Regions from separate parts of the Zea mays genome. Here regions 1 and 3 are each linked to region 2. A link is a contact called in public Hi-C data. All regions are on one chromosome and are shown on one strand. Each heading gives the region's core, a stretch centred on a gene start, on an enhancer-like site or on the middle of the called end of the contact. The rest is flanking DNA. Distances are from core to core; before and after follow the strand shown.

Region 1 (3,579 bases), core at 23-2,522, 250 kb after region 2:
GGGCCAAGGACACCTGTGTCCATGACCCCCAGGAAGCGCAAGTACATGTACTACATGCGAATGCGGATAGGGCACCGCTTATATTCGCTTGGCAGAGATGGTGAAGGCCATAACTTGCTTGGGAGCACTCGGATCAGATGTCCCCCCGGCCCCCGCAAGCCCCAGGAAAGCGAAGGGGAGGGGGGGATGCTTGCTTAGTTGGCCTGGGCGCTCACCTCTTTATCATAGAACCCAATAATGCCGTCAGGGAAACAGAAACCCAGCTGATGGCCATCATTTTGGTCCCCCGGAAACCGTGCACCCGTGCATGCCTCCTCTTCGAGTGGGTCCGCGCCAGCCAGCCTCCTTCCGTGTGTACTCGGTGTACGGGCGTGTGTACGTCAACTGATCTGACAGGCTTCGTCCGCTGCAAGTTTGCTCGCTCGTGGTTTCTCCACAGTCCACACCATTGTGTAAACACAAGGCACCGCACTCTGAAAGCCTGATGAATCACCGGCCGGCCGCCCAGGCGGACGGTGCTGCCGTTCCGTTGCCGTGGACAAGGTGCTCTTGCTAGCTCACCTGCGCGCCTCTGCGGCTCTGCCTGCCGGGCCGGGGTCACCTCATCAATCAAACCACCAAACTGGCAGCCGGGGCACGCACCACCATCAATCACCTCGCCGCACGAAGCTGCGTCGCGCGCGATCGCGAGGAGGAGATTGTCCGTATCCGCAGCGATGTCAAGCAACCCATCGCGAGATTTTGGCATCTACGCGGCGGTGGCAGTGCCAGCAGGCTAATCTCTCTCTGGCCCGTCGAGGCGTCGAGTCGACGTGATTGGTCCCCGAGATCTCGGCCGTCGCCCGCCTTGCTTGCCTGGCTTCTCCGACGGCCGGCCGTCTGGCCGCGAGTCACCGTCACGGTAGATCATCAGACGCTGACAGTGTGGCGTGGTGGCCGGTGGTGTGAGTGAAGCCAGGGCCGGGACTGCCATTTCTGGCGGCGATTACTTGTTAACGATTGGATTTGGGAGCTGCGCTATAATTGTTGGGCGGATGCATGCATGGCTGGCTCTCTTGGGTAATCTCCCACTCCCACCTACCACTTGTTCCTTGTTCTGGTTGTCGCGTGGTTGGTCGTTGTCAGGATAGGTTGGAATTATGACAAATAAAGCAGAGTGATAAACATCTGCAAGCAAGAGAATTAGCAGAGGCGTTTACTAGTACTGTTTTTTTCGGTCTTCGGGTGCGCGCGCGCATCGCACACAGAGACCGCCTTTTTCTGGATCACAGGAGACTGGCCGTTGCTTAGCTTAATGATTGAGGTGAGGTTCTCCCTCTCGATCTCACTATCTTTACTACGTACTGTGGTCTGGTTGTAAGTCGGCGTCACGGCATAGGGAATGAGCAGCAGCACCTAATGACCATTCACGACTGTGATAGTTGCAACGGAGGAGGAGGTAGCAGTCCGGGTGAAGCAACCTTTCCATGGTTTCCTAACATTTTGGTATTTTCATGGAGTGTTTATGGTAATTTGACATGCAGTGCCGGTCCTGATATTTTAGAGACCTGGGATAAGACTTATATCGGAGGCCCTTTATAGTAATAATTATTATACTTAGATATATTGTGTATATATTGTCAATAAATATTTATGTATATCTGAAAAATGTATTTATATTAAACAAAAAGTAATTAAAATGTAGTCTAACATCTCGCAAAAAAATGCTGCATATATATGTGTCTAGATAACTCAAAAGAAAGTTATCTCGAACAGTGATTAAATGGATGCAAGCTGTTAGATTAGTCGATCAAGTCATGTTAGTTTCGTTTTCACCGTGTAGAGCAGGACGAAAGCGCTGCCGTACCCGATGCTCGTGCACGGGCTACCAAGAGGGTAGGGCACGACCGCCTGTCTATTTGTGATTGTGCGAGAGATAGAGATGAAACGGCAAACATCGTTGTCTCACACTACACATTGAGAGCCTAGGCGGCTAGGCCTGAGACTACGAAGTCAAGATTAATAAGCTATAATTAATTATCCTTGTTTGTTGCTGCTGTGTTGTTGATTTATGATTAGTCCTTTAAAAATTCTATTGAGCCAACGTATAGATCTATACAAAATATATTGTATATACTGATTTTTAGTACTTGAGTTGAGGCCCCATTAATATGGGGCCCTGGTCGGGGGCACTGCTCGACCCCCGCCAGGGCCGGCGCTGTTGACATGTCCCATATGTGATAAAAATGCTAATTATTGTCGCCTCTAGTTCTGTGCGAAAATATCTTACTTTGATTTGTCATAGATGTTTCCTACCCCGGAATCACCCTTTAAGTTTAGGATGAACACGTTTACAAATGATACTATCATCACAAATGGGCCACCGAAGCGTCTAAATAGAGCAGAGATTGTCGATATGCTGATTACAACATGATTCCGAAAAAGTGGATAATAACAAGTTGATTACCATGTGTCCATATGAGTACAAAAAGAGGACATGCTTAAGGCCACGAAGAGTGATATTGTAAATCTAGTTAAGCAGTCACTTCATTACAGCGGATTAAGCTCAAATGGGGAAAAAGCCTTTTTTAAGTCACACAATAAGGAATCAAGTTCTAGTGGTGTCGGCGTTTCGAGACCGGGGGTCCCTGAGCCGACGAGTGGATGTCGCCGCGTGCCCCAGCCCAGATGGGTCGAGCGAGAGGGCGAGCGCGAAGGGGGGAGAGCGAGGCGGCCGGAGACCGGCGTGAGAGAGGTGGGAATCCCGCGGCCTTCGTGTTCGTCCCGCGCCTAGGTCGGGTGCGCTTGCAGTAGGGGATTACAAGCGTCCACGCGGGAGAGGGAGCGAGCGGCTTCAAGCGAGCGCGTGTCTCGTCCTCGTCCCCGCGCGGCCAACCCTCTCTAAGAGGGCCCTGGTCCTTCCTTTTATAGGCGTAAGGAGAGGATCCAGGTATACAACGGGGGGTATAGCAGAGTGCTACGTGTCTAGCGGAGGAGAGCTAGCGCCCTAAGTACATGCCGTCGTGGCAGCCGGAGAGATTTTGGCACCCTGCTGGTGTGATGTCGTGGCCGTCGGAGGAGTGCTGGAGCCTGACGGAGGGACAGCTGTCGGAGCGGTTGAGTCCTTGCTGACGTCCTCTTGCTTCCGTAAGGGGGCTGAGAGCCGCCGTCGTCACAGAGTATGTGGGGCGCCATCATTGTTTATCTGGCGGAGCGAGCCAGATGGGACGCCGGTCTTGTTCCCTGCGGCCCGAGTCAGCTCGGGGTAGGGTGATGATGGCGCCTCCTGTTGACGTGGCTGGTCTGCGCCCTAGGTTGGGCGATGTGGAAGCTCCTCTGAAGCCGAGGTCGAGTCTGTCTTCCGTGGCCGAGGTCGGGTCCGAGCCCCTGGGTCGGGCGAGGCGGAGACCGTCGGCTGAGGTCGGGGCGTAGTCCGAGCCCTGGGGTCGGGCGGAGCGGAGTCTGTCGTCTTCTGGGGCTGAGCCCAAGCCCGAGCCCTGGGTCGGGCGGAGCGGAGTTCGCCGTCTTCTGGGGCTGAGCCCGAGTCCGAGCCCTGGGTCGGGCGGAGCGGAGTTCGCCGTCTTCCGGGGCTTAGCCCGA
Region 2 (3,784 bases), core at 225-2,724:
TATCCTCTTGTGTGTGATAGATTGATGAACACAAAGTTGAAGAAGATTACAAGTTCAAGTATCAAAGTGTTATGACCTCCTATATCTTCCTTGCTTGGTTTTGATGAGAGTTCTAAACTAAGAGTCCCTAGTTCACATTTATGTCTGCCTTTAGAAGATTTCTGATCCTGAGGTCTGGAATCAATTCTATTCCAAGCCTTGTTTATGTTGCTCTACACCTCTCTTTCATAGTATAAGAGAAGGGAGAGGATTACATATCGGTTGGACTATGGTTCCCTGTTAGCTACAATCCAACAATCCTAATCTTATCCTGGTCGTGGAGTCATACATAAAGCCATACCTTAAGTCATGCCACATTATTGAAGATGTCATCCTATAGTGGCAAACATATCTGTCGCAGGGGCAGGTATGTTATGTCAATTAATGGTAATAAAGTCCACATTGTTATGGCATAGTTGGTAATTAATTTAGTATTTTGTACTTTATAATATTTTCCTGTTACACTAGCGTGCCAACATGTGGCTGTAGGATTGATGGCACATATTGAATATGATCTTGACTACACTTACTGCTTAAGTCTTGGCAAGAGTGTATCTATCAGACCATACATCACATTTAATGTGGTGTATGAAAACCTTAATTATCCGAAGTACCATGAGACCATCCTAAGTAGAACTTGAACATGAGATCGTGCTCTTGGGGCATCAATGCCCATAGCAAGGAGCCAACTATATTCCTTTAACTTGTGAATGCCTCCACTCCATACTTAGTCAATGTAGGAGCTCCTATCCCCCAGGCCTCGGACACCCTCGACTCCAAGGTGTGGTCATTTGAATTATCTGAGGCCAGGTATATTAGATATTTAGTTCAGCTATTAGCTATTTTTGGTAAATTAGTTAATAGTTAGATAATTATTTGTTAGCCAGCTAATTTTATTAACAATTTTTAGCTAAATAATTATTAGTTATAGTGTATTCAAACACCCTATAAGGTGGAGGGCCTCTCCTAGGTTTTTTTTTCGTGCTGTTATAGTTTGCACCAAATTGTTTATCACTGTTTTAATGGTCTGTAAGTTTAACTGCGCCTCATAATTCTTTTTCTCCCGACAAAACACGTACCATAGGAAGATCACCGTTCACGCAAAACAAAAATAAAACTTGTCCTAACTCCGAAGCAACGCAACAGGTCAAATCATCATGGCCACTGCACACCAGCAACGGCACCGGCACGGACGTGGGCGCCGCGCCGCTCCAGGTCCAGGTCCAGGCGAACCATCACAAAAAATAATCCGGAAGCTATCAGTCGAGCGCATCATCACGCGACATTCTTGATGCTCAGTTCACCTCACCTCACCGGCTCACCGCACCTTGTGTCAGTCACCCTCCTCGAGATGCCGTTCCTGCCTCCACGTCGCAGTCCGCCACAGCGACCTCTATTAAACGGCAACAACTCATGCTGCCCCCGCTGCCACACCCGCCGCTTATCATGCGCTGGCGAAGGCGATTGAGCGAGTTCAGCGGCTAATAGATTTTCAGTTTTATTTCCGGGAGAATGCGGGGTGGCGGCGGGGCTTCCTGGCTTTCGTTTCGCGGCGTGGTGGTGGAGGAAGAAGAGGCGGTGGTTTCGGCGCCGGAAAAGCCAATGCGGCGGGGGCGGCGGAGGTGGGGAGCGGAGGTGGACGACGGCTACTCGCCGAGCTCCACGGGCGGCGGCGGGAGCAGCTGCTGCGATTCCTTCGGCTGCGACTCGGTTGGTCCTGGTCTCCTGGTCCTTCTTTGCTGAGCTTCTTGCCCTCTCTTTCTGATGCTTTCAATTAGATGGCCCATGGACGAATCTACTTTTTGCTTGGTATCGAACGCTATGAGGAATGGAAACATTTTTGAGCTGGCATTCACCTTTTGGGGTGAAAAGATTGAATTTTCAGCACTTGGACGTGGTCGCAGATGGAAAAGATTTAGTTCTTCACTAGTAGCATCATGGCGCCATGCCGATCTAGGTTACCTATGGCCTGTCTCAGCGTCTCTGATCAGGTGACCGCAACCCTTTCACAGCGAGCGAATGGTACAGCAAGAATGTGTTATCAGCGAAGTAGACAAAAGTAGGAGGGTCCCAAAGTTTCTTGACTTGAGCTATAGACATCATGATCACCATCCTAGATCCTTATAGCAACAAAAAGGAGGCTGCTTTTTTTCCCCTCAGACAAGAGAAAATGAGCGCCATTGGATTCTCTTCACCTTTCTTCCTTTCTCTGAGATCTACTTTTAATCACTGAGGCTATGATGATGGTTGCCTGCAGCCTTTGGCCGGGTTCGTGCGCCCAGATGGTGACCCAGACACAGATCTGGAGACAGATGGGTTGGCCACTTCCACCTCCAGTGGTAAGCACAACTGCACAACGCTGTAACCAGCTCACACTTTGGATTCTTACTAGTGTCTCCGTCGGTCTGAGAGCAACCTGACCACCCTTTAAAACGAGCTTGTGTTGTTAAGCTTCTGCAGCCTTTACCGAGCGGCAGGACGACGAAGCGGAAGAGGCGCTGTACGGGGTGAAGGAAGAGGAGTGGGCTCAGATACAAGAACCAGCCAAGAATCCGGCATTCCGTGCCACCCCAGGTACTGTATTAATTTTGAGTCTTGCATTAGATTGGGTTGTGCGGGGTTCCTAATTTTGTATGCTTGCATGTATGTTGTTTGACAGAATGCCACAAACAGCGGTACCGGACGGATGCTGCTGTTCTTTTGCATGGTAGGAAGGGGTCGAAACAGCGGCCGGCCTCACTTGACCTCGGTAGCCCTGGGTTCCATGGAGCCACGTTTTCTCCAAGTTTCGTGATTGGTGGTGTGGGGTTGATGAACAAAGGACTTGGAGCATCAGTCATCAGGTCAGACGTGTTTCATAGTCCTGGGACGCCGAACTATCCGCGCCACCGTGCATCAGTGTTAGGGTGCCATAAAGGGTGGAGCTCTGAGAGAGTTCCACATCCTTCTAAAGGAAATAGGCGGTACCCAGGCAGCAGCATGGCATTTCCTTACAGCAATGGGAGGACATTGCCCTCGAAATGGGAGGATGCAGAGAGGTGGATCTTCAGTCCCAATTCCAGCGACGCGCTTGGAAGAACTACGGTTGCTCATGCTCGGCGACCGAAGTCTAAAAGTGGCCCCCTGGGGCCTCCAGGAAGACTTGGTGGACAGTATTCATCTGTTTCTTCAGTGTCATTGCTTGATAATGGGAGAGCTGGACCTATTACAGCAAATTCACCTTTTGCGGCTGGAGTACTAATGCCGGAACATGTTTGTGAAGGAAAAAGTACAAATGGAACCTATTCAAGTAGACCAATTGGTAACGAAATCAACATTGGAAGAGGAGTCAAAATTTGTCCACTGAATGGTGGGTCTCATCCTGTTCGAACTTCCAGAGTTCGCCAGCGATTAGATTATGCAGTCGAATCATCTGTTTCATTGCCTAGCACGCAAGAATCTGTCCAAGGTATTTAGAAATTGTTTCTTGTGCACTGAGTACATATACATCATTATTTTTTAGTTCTAGCCTATTGTTTAGTGTTAAAATTTGGTTTAGCAGTAATTAACAAGCACTAAACACTTTGCCTGAGTTATCATCTATGTTTGTTGAAGCATAGAAGGCATTGTGAAATCCTGTATTAATTGCATTACAAAACCTTTTTTTGCAGTAATAAGTTGAAAGTTATTTACCTTAAATTGTGCAGCAGATCATAGAAAGCTATCATATTGTAGACTGAAAAGTCAGTAATTCTTGATCTGCTGC
Region 3 (3,984 bases), core at 110-2,609, 170 kb after region 2:
CGTTGGTATTGTCTTATAAATAACTAAATATCTTATTTAAATAATATTTTTTAGGATTACTATTTAAGAAAATAGTAGAGATCACGGAGGAAATTTTGGTTTCTAAACTAGCCCTTCATATTTAGTTTTCTAATTGATTTTTAAAGAAAAATGCTTTATGTCGATCCACTCATATGACTAGAGTACGACTAACACTTATATATGGCTGTTGTTATCTTTTATACTAAACTAATAAATCATGAACCATTAAATAATTCTAGTCTAATAGTCGTATCTAAATCTATTACCGGAGGCGTACATAAACCGCTGCTTATTTTTAAAATCTTCTCCAAAATTATAGCGAGATATGGATTAGCTGTCCTGCATCTCTTTTTGAAAATGTAGTTGTCATAGGGGGAAACCTACCACCTTGTTCCCATCAAGACACTATGAGGATTGATATCGGGTCCCACTAACACATAACTACATAAGCCGGTAAAGGTCTTAAGGGCTGTACGAGAGCCTATTTAATATCTCTATCTCTTGAGAGACATTTAAAGAGTTAAATAAACAAATAAGATATAAAAAATAAGATATAGTCTATTTATGAAGAGCCTTTCTCTATACGATTTTTCGTTATATTGTCTTTTACCTACATTTACAATATATTTGATTTTAAGGACACTTCATTTTATCAAGCAGTCGTTTAATTGTGTCGTATACATCTATACTTGAAAATTGATCCAAAGTGTCAAAGTTAGGATTGAACATGTTATAGGGCTTTATTCTAAATCTCTAGAGATAATGGTTAGCTAACTAATAAGTAGTTAGCTAGTTTTAGCTAGATTAGGACAGCTAATAACTAATAACTATTTAAGAGGTATAACTGACACTTAGTTTGTTTATTTTAGAGGGTGTTTGGTTTATAGAGATTAATTTTTAGTCACTCTATTTTATTCTATTTTAGTCTTTAAATTGTTAAATATGGTATTTTAGTTTCTATATTTAATAATTTAGATACTAAATAAAATAAAATAAAATAGAGAAACTAAAAATTAGTTACCCTAAACTAAACACTTTTTTAATCTGTTCTAAAGCTCTGCTCAGTTTTAGAGGTTTGACAGCAACCCAGCACCAGCTGCTCTTCTCCCAAGCTCGAGGATATTTTTGTCCGTATACCAACATCCCAACAACTGACGGAGGCAACGCCCCCACGTGGCGACATATGGTTGGCTGCTCGGTCGCGTGGTGGGAGACCATGACCTGTGAGCGCGCCACGTCCTAACAACCCGACGGAGCACTCCCCGCTCCACTGCGCGCCCCAAGACCTGGATCCCCTGCGCTGCCTTTCTCTTCTGCATCATTCGCAATCTCAGGTCACGGAACTCTATCCACTCGTCAGCACCAAGCTAGCTAGTCCTCGTGCCCTTCGGACGAGAGGCGCATGTGACTCGGTAACAGTCTTGAGGCTTTGAGCTCTCCTCACCTCGTATCCGTGTCTTTCTGGTGCTGAGCTGAGTCTGAGAGACAGGTAAGGAGGAGGAGGGAGGAGATCAGGAGATGGAATTCAAGAACTGCGGGTCGTCGTCGCAGCCCCGGCCGGCGGTGGTAGTGGGCGAGGAGGCGGCGTTGGCGAGACAGGGATCAGTCTACTCGTTGACGTTCGACGAATTCCAGAGCGCGCTCGGCGGGGCCGCCACCGGCGGTGGCGGTGGCGGCAGCATCCCCAAGGATTTCGGTTCCATGAACATGGACGAACTGCTCCGGAGCATCTGGACCGCGGAGGAGACCCAGGCCATGGCCTCCGCTTCTGGCGCTGGAGCGGGTGCGGGGATGCCGCCAACGTCGCTGCAGCGGCAAGGGTCGTCGCTCACACTGCCCCGCACGCTCAGCACCAAGACGGTCGACGAGGTGTGGCGCAATCTCGTGCGCGACGAGCCGCTGCAGGGGGCGGACGGCGGCGGGCACCAGCAGCACCACCGCCAGTCGACGCTCGGGGAGATGACTCTGGAGGAGTTCTTGGTCAGAGCTGGCGTGGTCAGGGAGAACCCCGCTCCGGCTCCTCCAGCACCACCACCCATGATCCCGCCGCGGCCGGTACCTGTCGCCCCTAAAAGCTCCGCCTTTTTCGGGAATTTACCGGGTGCCGACGCCGACACCGCCGCAGCTGCGGCAGCGCTGGGGTTTGCACCGGTCGGCATGGGGGATCTGGCCCAAATACCGCCCAGGGCAGCAGGCATGGGAGGCGGCGCCATGGCTGTGCAAGCAGCGGTGAACCAGCTTGATTCTGGCGGGAAGGGGTACAGCGACCTGTCGTCGCCGACGGAGCCGCTCCCGTTTTCGTTTGAGGGGATGATTCGAGGGAGGAGGCATGGGGGCGGAGTAGAGAAAGTGGTGGAGAGGCGGCAGAGGAGGATGATCAAGAACAGGGAGTCCGCCGCCAGGTCCCGAGCGCGCAAACAGGTCTCAATCTCAACCTTTTGTACTGAATTCATGCATGTCTTGTTAATCAAGCCATTTTTTAGTAATGACTTCAATCTTGTTGGGCCGAGAATAAGATGTTACCAAAAATCTATCCAAATTAACTCGTTGTGCTTCAAGACTCATGATGTGGTGAATTATAGCAATTGCGATTGTAATCAGAGTATTTGTACAGGCAACCTGAGCTTTCTACTTACTGTGTGTTTCTTTGAAGCAAACAGATTTTCGACATTCCTGTTTCAGTACAAATTTCTTATTTTACTGCATAGGCTTATACTATGGAGTTAGAAGCTGAAGTTCAGAAACTCAAGGAGCAGAATCAGGAACTGGAGAGGAAACAGGTGTCTTTTCTAATTTTCTCTTCACACTACAGTTGCAGGTGCTAAATTTGCTACCCCTTCATTCTAAAGTATAACAAGTTTTGGTTGTTCTATATATGGAGCTTCTACTATGCACTTAGATGGCTAGATATATAGTATAAATAATGTATTTAGATTAGTCAAAACGTCTTATAATTTGGAATTAAAGAAGTACTTCTTTAGTGCATTGCCTCTCGAGAAGCATTTATTTTTACTCATTCTGAAATGGATGGTTTCAGCATGCCCCATGCTGCTGGCATCAATAGAGTTCCTGTGAATCATTCACTATCTAATGTACTCCTGTATTGTTCAGCGTGACAGCTATAGTACAGTGTGTTGGAACTTGCTCTCAGTTGCAAGGGGATCCAACAAGGGTGAACAGTGACGTCAACAGGGTTCTCGCGCTAGACGGCAATAGCTCTGTTAATCTGGCCTCTCACGGGCACTGTGCGGGGGTATTTATAGGTACCTGAGCGCCCAGCGCCTTGTGTTAAGGACGCATGTGCCCTCAGCTACCTAGGTTATCCCCAGAATATTCCCATAAAGCAGGGTTACAGACTGTAATTACAGGAACACCTTTACAAATTAGGCCCGTAACGCACAGCGGCCACGCAGGGCCCGTTGCGATGGGCCGGAGCATACGTGGGCCTCCGAGCTGGATGAGGCCGCTCGGTGGGAAGACCTCGTAGCGGGCCTTCGTCTGATGCCGTATCAAGCGAAGGGTGTCCCTGACCGTTTTGTCTCCGTCGGACCGGCGACTACAGCGAAGGCCTCGAGCGAAGGGTGGCGTCTTTGCCTTCGCCCCAACATTTGCCCTCCGAGGGACCAGTTCGATAAAGTCACCTGGTGCCGAAGACGTCGCTAGATGGCGGAGACGCTGCCCTCGCTCGAAGTGGTTCCGCGGGGGTTTTTGACGTGACCGTTGATTGACAGCGTACTGTTGGATTGCGGGTTTCCCGACGCGCCGCGCCCTGTTGGAGTGCGGGTTCCCCGAAGAGCCGTGCCCTGCCTATAAAAGGGGGCGGGGGTCGGTGCTTTTTGAACTTCACTTTCCGCGCTCCGTGAAAACCCTAGCCGCCTCTTTTCACCGTCCTGTTGCTCGTCTGCCCGCCGCACTCTTGTTCGCCGGAGATCTGGCTCGAGTGAAGCAGACCGCCCGCCGCCG

Evidence for each region. A called contact is a pair of places that touch in the nucleus more often than the background predicts.
Region 1: a contact with region 2 is called in a Hi-C map of leaf, with 6 times the contacts expected there. The contact joins the promoter of LOC103632852 here to the promoter of LOC100383499 in region 2. A contact is called at or near these places in 8 of 25 Hi-C or Micro-C datasets (bundle sheath, ear, endosperm and 3 more).
Region 3: a Hi-C map of endosperm shows a contact between it and region 2, with 2.1 times the contacts expected there. The contact joins the promoter of LOC100193967 here to the promoter of LOC100383499 in region 2. A contact is called at or near these places in 6 of 25 Hi-C or Micro-C datasets (bundle sheath, ear, endosperm and 3 more) and 1 of 3 datasets of contacts at active chromatin or transcription factors (leaf).

The regions. Positions count from the first base shown.
Region 1 is chr7:131,156,845-131,160,423 of Zm-B73-REFERENCE-NAM-5.0, forward strand. LOC103632852 reads right to left here and starts at 1,273. Exons shown (of 1, transcript XM_008654574.4): 1 at 1-1,273.
Region 2 is chr7:130,904,192-130,907,975 of Zm-B73-REFERENCE-NAM-5.0, forward strand. It overlaps LOC100383499 (Remorin family protein), which reads left to right and starts at 1,475. Exons shown (of 8, transcript NM_001176147.1): 1 at 1,475-1,749; 2 at 2,297-2,378; 3 at 2,500-2,613; 4 at 2,699-3,487. The coding sequence starts at 1,552.
Region 3 is chr7:131,077,188-131,081,171 of Zm-B73-REFERENCE-NAM-5.0, forward strand. It overlaps LOC100193967, which reads left to right and starts at 1,360. Exons shown (of 4, transcript NM_001139035.2): 1 at 1,360-2,442; 2 at 2,730-2,801. The coding sequence starts at 1,540.